2 separate regions of the Mus musculus genome follow, and region 1 is linked to region 2. A link is a contact called in public Hi-C data. All regions are on one chromosome and are shown on one strand. Each heading gives the region's core, a stretch centred on a gene start, on an enhancer-like site or on the middle of the called end of the contact. The rest is flanking DNA. Distances are from core to core; before and after follow the strand shown.

Region 1 (3,504 bases), core at 110-2,609, 68 kb before region 2:
TGAGACATGGGATACGTGAGCCAGCACACATACACACAAAATAAATGTAGTGAACAGTGGGTGGAGAGATGGCTCAGCGGGTAAGAGCAGGTTAAGAGCACTGGCTGTTCTTCCGCAGGTCCTGAGTTCAATTCCCAGCACCCACATGGCAGCTCACAATCTGATGCCCTCTTCTACATGCAGAAAAAATACATAGGAAATCATGTTTAAAAAAAAAGAAGAAGCCGCCAGGTGGCACCGACACCTTTAATCCCAGCATTTGGGGAGGCAGAGGCAGGTGAATCTCAGTGAGTTTGAGGTCAGCCTGCTCTACAGAGCAAGCTTGGGACAGACAAGGTGACACAGAGAAACCCTGTCTAAAAACACCAAACCAAAACAAAAAGCCAAATGGTTGAATGGGATTCTGATGGACATACGGGACTAAAGTGCAGAAGTCAGGACTGCTCCCCGTTTATAGCCTTCCCAAGAGTGTAAGATAAGAGCCTGGGATTAGCACAAGAACATTGCTGACAAAATTGAAGTGGCTTGAGGGAGGGACTATTGCGCCTCACAGTTTCAGTCTATTATGGCAGGGAGGGTGTGGCAGTAGGAGCTTGAAGTATTGAAGTAGCTGTCACCGTGGCATCCACAGTCAGGGAGCAAAACTGTGAAAGCCAACACCCAGCTCACTTTCTCCTTTTTATTCAATCCTGGACTCCAACCAGTGGCAATGTCACCTACAGTTAGGGTAGATCTTCCCACCTCAGCCTAATGCAGATAGACACGCCCAGAGATGACTCTTCTAGGGTTTGATCCTGGATCCTGTCATAATATCAGCCATGACAACAGGTGTCTCACAGTACAGCCCAGGGGCTCACAATCCAGTGTTAAAACTTGACCTTATTCTTCTGTGCGTGCCTATTGTGTGGGTGTGTGCCACAGCACGCGTGTGGTCAGTGGATGACTTGGTGGAATTGATCCTGTCCTATTAGTCCAGGTATTAGACCCAGGTCACCAGGTTTGCACAGTAAGCTCCTTTGTTGCTGGGCCTTCTTGCTGGCTCACCATTGGCCCAGAGCCCAGTGTTTCTAAGGTTAGAATTCTGGGGTGTGCCTGTTACTGTAAACACTCATGCAGAAGGGAACATGTGCCGCCACCGTGTCACCCCTCTGGCATTTCTGAATTCACCTCCAATAAACGGAGGCCATATCTCATATATGTTCTAAATTAACTTATTTACATCCCAAATGCTGCTCCCTCTTCTGATCCCCCTCACAGAGTCGTCCCCCTCTCCCCTCCCCGCCCCCCCTCCCTGGCCCTAATACCTTGTCAATGTTTAAACCCAACGGCATACGGTCGAAGCCTGTCTTGACATCGGTGCAAAGTCAGGCAGCCTCAGAGTGGAAATCCCTGAGTGATTCACAGACCCACAGGGCCTGGAAGTCTTCTGTCCTGTGACTGTTGCAAGGCTCTTGGCTCCTGCTCACACTCGGCTCCTGAACTACAAGGCTGCCTCCTGGTTCCTTGAACCTGCCAGGCAACTTGGAGACCTGGCTCGTCTAAACACACTGTCATTTTTGGAAGCTCTCCCTCTCTGCCAATGTTCTGATGACCCCCACAGTACTGTTTGAGTGGGCTAGGTGAAATTCTCATGGCTCCGGCTCTGTGGCTCTGGGGCCGTGTTTCCACTGCTATTTCAAGATGTGCAAACTTATAGGTCTGTTAGTCTGTCCTTTCCTTTCCTTTCCTTTCCTTTCCTTTCCTTTCCTTTCCTTTCCTTTCCTTTCCTTTCCTTTCCTTTCCTTTCCTTTCCTTTCCTTTCCTTTCCTTTCCTTTCCTTTCCTTTCCTTTCCTTCTTTCCTTTCTCTCTCTCTCTCTCTCTCTCTCTCTCTCTCTCTCTCTCTCTCTCTCTCTTTGACAGGGTGTTATGTCTCCCAAGCTCACCTCAGACTCAAACCTCTGATTGACCCCCCAGCCCCGCCTCTCAGGTGTGCACTGTAGGACCAGGTTTATGTGGTGCTGTGGGAGTGGAACTCAGTTCTATGTATGGTCAGTAAACACCCTGTCACCTGACCGGCACGCCCAACCCTGGTAAAAACCCGTAATAATCAGGTAAAACCCAGATTTCTGTTTTTTTTTTAAGATTTATTTATTTATTTTATGTATATGAGTACACAATTGCTCTCTTCAGACACACCAGAAGAGGGCATCAGATCCCATTACAGATGGTTGTGAGCCACCATGTGGTTGCTGGGAATTAAACTCAGGACCTCTGGAGGAGCAGTTGGTGCTCTTAACCACTGAGCCATCTCTCCAGACCCAGATTTCTGGTTTTTAAAAATATTATTTAAAAATGTGTGTGTGTGTGTGTGTGTGTGTGTGTGTGTGTGTGTATGCAGGTATGCCTATGTAAGTGCAGTGCCTTTAGAGGCCAACAGAGGGCACTGTAGTACTATATCCTCTGGAGCTGGAGTTACAGGCAGCTGTTAACTAGTACTACAGAGTGTGTGTGTGTGTGTGTGTGTGTGTGTGTGTGTGCGTGTGCGTGCGCATTGCACACACATGTGTGCAGTCAAGAACTGGGAATGTGCTGGGTGGAGGCGTGGCTCAGTGGTAGAGTGCTTGCGGACTTTGTGCGAGGCCAGCAGAGAAGGCTATCCCATGCATAATGAAGTCTTCTGGATGGTTGTGGAGCGCCACTTAAGTTTAGGGACTTGGTTTTTTTTTTTTCCTCTTTGTTTTGAGATGGAGTGTAACTGAGGCTGGCTACAGGTCAGACCAGCTTCTGACTGACTTCTGCGTCCATAGGACTTTCTATCAGTCATTCATCATAATCACTAGTCTCGGGGTTTCTTCCAGTCCTGAGATCGTCTCCATTTGACTGCTAACATCCTCCTGTCTGAGGCACATTGACACCCCTCAGGCATCTCGGAGAGACATGGCAGGCACTCAGTAAATAGCCTCCATAATTACAGATCAAGGATTACCAGCTATGCCTTAGCTATATGCCTGACAAACACGTTTTAAAAAATCATTTCTTTTGTGTGTGCACATGCGCACGCACATGCCAGGGCGCCTGTGGAGAGGTCAGAGGACAATTTGCAGGAGTGGGTTTTTGCCTTTTATCATGTGGGCTCCAGGGTTTGAACTTGGACTTGGCAGCAAGCACTGTTACCCATCAGGCTATCCTGCCAGTCCATAAACCTGTTTTTATAATCATTTTTTAAACCCAGGGGTATTTACTATATGCCAGGAAGGAGGATGCTGGCTGTGTTGTTCTCTGATTATTTTTGCGGTGCTGGGGGTGGGGCCCAGAGCCGTGCTCCTGCACTCACAGGTACTTCTGCTGTCTCTCTAGGCCATCCCAGTTCCCTTCCCACACAACTACACAAAGGTGTGGGAGACTGTGCCAGGCCTTTGGTGCAGGACACACATCCCATCCTCCCAGCAGCTAGCTCCCCCTTACACCCCTCACAGAGAGGCTGAGGAGAAGGGGATTATATACATGGTATCTATTGCCTCATG
Region 2 (3,262 bases), core at 729-3,228:
ACAAAACCTGCTAACTAAGTGAAAAAAGGAAAACCGAATGCAAAGAGCTTTATGTGTGCGTTGCTGAGATGGCTCAGTGTCCTAGGTGGCTGCTGCCAAACCTGAGGACCTGGGTTTGATATCTGGGTCCAGATGGTGGAAGAAGAGAAATCACTCCGGCAAAGCTGCTTTCTAACCTCCACTTATATGCCATGGCACTCCAGATAGACTAGAAAGACAGGCAGGCGTAGAGATGATGACGGTGAGACTAAGGTCTTCGGGCTTGCATCAGACACCATGTGATGGGCTCCCCATCAGAGGGATAAGGAAACTCTTAGTTAGGCACAAGCTGCCCAGAGGAACACTGGCTTGCAAGGGAGAAGCAGTTAAAAGAAGGGACTAAATAAAGAAAACAGAAGATTAGGAAGAGGATGTAGCCCAGTTGGTAGAGTGCTTGCCTACCATGCATGAAGCCTTTGGTTTAATCCCTACATTGCACATATTGGGTGTGGTGTAGCAGTCTGTAATCCTAGCACTTGGGAGGTGGAGACAGGAGCATCAGAAGTTCAAGGTCAACCGATGACATTACACAGTGATTTCAAGGCCAGCCTGGGTTATATATGAGACCCTGTCTCATAAGAGAAAAACAAACCCAAAATTCAGCAGTAGACAGCAGCAACTTGGCCTTGAAGCCTACATGGGAGCCCAGGATGAGCAAGCCTGGGGACAAGCCATGACAGCTGCCCTCAGATGCTGTGGAAACCACCACAGTAGAAAAGCCAGAGCCTGGAGCCATCCTTCAAACACTGGATATGAAAGGTCTGGTCTATGTTTAAGTCCTTTGCCATACACACCCCGGGAGCCAGCTGAGCCTGGTGCCGATGGCCTATAATCCCAGCACTGTGTAGGCTAAAGTAAGAAGACCTCAGGGTCTAGAACAGCCTGGGCTGCACAGTGAGACCCTGTCTCTAACCAACCAGCCAGCCAACCAAGCAAAACCAGAATCATAGCCATGGTGACATGGCTTGTCACTGAGACAGAACACCACAGAGCAAAGGCCGGAGTCTGCCAGCAGCCCACTTCTTTGTCGTGAGGTTTTTCCCACAGGAGTTTTCTGTTCCAGTGGGGAAGGTACAAGCCGTGCAGACATGTACAGCAGGTCCTGCAGAGTTTAGACCATTTATCATGTGGCCCTTTCTAGGGAGCTCATCACTGCATCTGTGGAGCACAGGAGGTGGCATAGTTCTGCCAGGGCAAAGCCAGGGCTGGTGCTACCCTGTGACCAAGGATCTAGGAGTCCTTATTTTGGCAAGTGTGGGTCACTGAGTGTGTATGTTTACAGGTGTGTAGGTGTGCTTTCATGTGTGTTTGCATGTACATGGCCTACATGTGTGGTGTGTTTGTGAGTGAATGTGTGTATGCATGTCTGCATATGTGTGGGTGCACATGTGTGTGCATGCAGATGGAGGCCAGAGACTGGCGTTAGTGCCTTCCTTGACCGTGCTCTAAGGGGTCTCTCACTTGAACCAGAGCTTGCTGATCCAGCTAGTCTCGTCGGCCAGCTTGCTTCAGAGGTCACCTGCTGCCTCCTCCTGAACTCTGTGACTGTGCCTGGGCTGCCAGGTCCTGCCCCTCTATGGGAAAGTGCTGGAGAGCTGGCCCTGATAGTATGGGCTTGAGAGAGCAGGTCCTGCCCCTTGCCAGGTACCACAGTCAGGAGTGCTGGCCCTGCCCCTTGCCTGAGTGAAGCAGGAGAGCTGGCCCTGATGGCCTGGGTGCAGGAGAGCCGCTGGGCTGACCAAATCGGCATCCACCCGGGCCCAGATCCAGGTCTCTGAGTTACCCCACCCCAACATCTACCCCATCTATGAACTGCTGTAGTGTACGAAAGGACCAGTCCTGTAGAACTAAAGATGCAGGCTCTCTGTGACACAGGGCCACAACAGGACCAGAGGCCTCAGACCACCAATGACTCATTGCAATGAACATCTGCAAATGAAGCTGCCTGGAGATAAGGGTGTGCTGTGTGACACACACCGTGACACACCGTGACACACTGCTGCTTCCATGGTGAGATCTGTTTGTGTGTGTGTTGTTTTATTTAAGGTGGGGACTGCAAGGGAGGGGGGCAGATACAGAGGGATTGGGAGAGGAATGGGGTTTGGGTACATGATGTGAAACTCACAAAGAATCAAAAAAAAAGTTACAAACAAAACAAAACAAAACAAGTGGGCAGCCACATTGGCATCGGTGCTGGGGATATGAACCTGGTCTTTAATTAAGGCAGGAAGGATTTTTATCTATTGAACTGTCTCCCCAGTCTGGATCCCATGTTTTCTTAGCCGAAAGGATCAAAGAACAGGAAAGCCAATCTTGCTACATGACATTTAAAAAGTTCCTGCTTCAGGGAAAGACAATGGTTACATCTTTGTGGACTCTTCATCTGGGCCAGCCGAGATCAGGATTTAGCGGGGCCAGCTTAGTGGGTTGTGGCTAACAGTTCTCCCTGGCTGTGCTAAATTAGAACCAGTGGGCTGTACTCTACTTGAGAGAGAGATGACCCAAGGGCACCCCACTCTTGGATAAGTACTTTTGCCTTTGAAGGGGCAAACACTTCTTATGAAGAGATCTGGTGGGCAGCCCTAACTGCAGGTGACACTAACTGCTTCTAGCTATGGAGTTCCTGTCCTGTGTCAGGTACTCACTGTCTCAGGCATGGCCTGGATGCTGCTCACGCCTACCAGAGACTGGCAACTAGGGAGGAAACTGAGGTACAGTGAGGCTCAGGACTGAAATGGGTAACAAAGTAGTGGTCTCCTCTGACCCCGCGAGCTTCCCAACTGCTGGGACCTATGTATGCCACCATGTTTGGGGTGTGTGTGTGTGTGTGTGTGTGTGACTGTGAGTGTGTCTGTATATGTGTATGTCTGTGTGTGTCTGTGTGTCTATGTCTGTATGTATCTGTGTGAGTGTGTATGTGTGCGTATGTCTATGTGTATCTATGTGTGTCTGTGTGTGTCTGTGGGTGTATATGTGTGTGTATGTCTGTATGTATCTGTGTGAATGTGTATGTGTGTGTATGTCTATGTCTGTGTATGTATGTGTGTGTGTGTATCTGTGTGTATGTGTCCCTATGTGGGTGCTGGGAATCTGTTAAGGTCCTCTGGAGAGTAGCAAGTCCTGAGCACCATTCCAGTCCCTGGGGATAACTGTCAAGCTGGTGCATCTTTTACTATGAAGTTTTCTTCAAGGTTCTACCACTGGGTAAAGTTATATACTTGAG

The links. Hi-C and Micro-C count contacts between places; a contact is called where the count stands out from the background.
Region 1: a contact with region 2 is called in a Hi-C map of pancreatic cancer cells, with 2.1 times the contacts expected there. The contact joins two enhancer-like sites. A contact is called at or near these places in 12 of 484 Hi-C or Micro-C datasets (ECoMG-derived neutrophils, the HPC-7 cell line, embryonic stem cells and 4 more), 1 of 115 datasets of contacts at active chromatin or transcription factors (embryonic stem cells) and 4 of 9 other capture datasets (adipose tissue, embryonic stem cells, liver and 1 more).

The regions. Positions count from the first base shown.
Region 1 is chr5:117,276,911-117,280,414 of GRCm38.p6, reverse strand. No RefSeq gene overlaps it. Among named protein-coding and RNA genes, the nearest start is that of Pebp1, 8.9 kb to the left of the region's middle. Within about 2 kb of position 1,359, at least 60 of the 459 cell types and tissues checked have an H3K27ac peak or open chromatin away from gene starts, as enhancers often do. A contact at or near this core is called in pancreatic cancer cells, where this site is marked.
Region 2 is chr5:117,210,012-117,213,273 of GRCm38.p6, reverse strand. The region is part of intron 9 of Taok3 (TAO kinase 3); the gene reads right to left. Among named protein-coding and RNA genes, the nearest start is that of Pebp1, 76 kb to the left of the region's middle. Within about 2 kb of position 1,978, at least 18 of the 459 cell types and tissues checked have an H3K27ac peak or open chromatin away from gene starts, as enhancers often do. A contact at or near this core is called in pancreatic cancer cells, where this site is marked.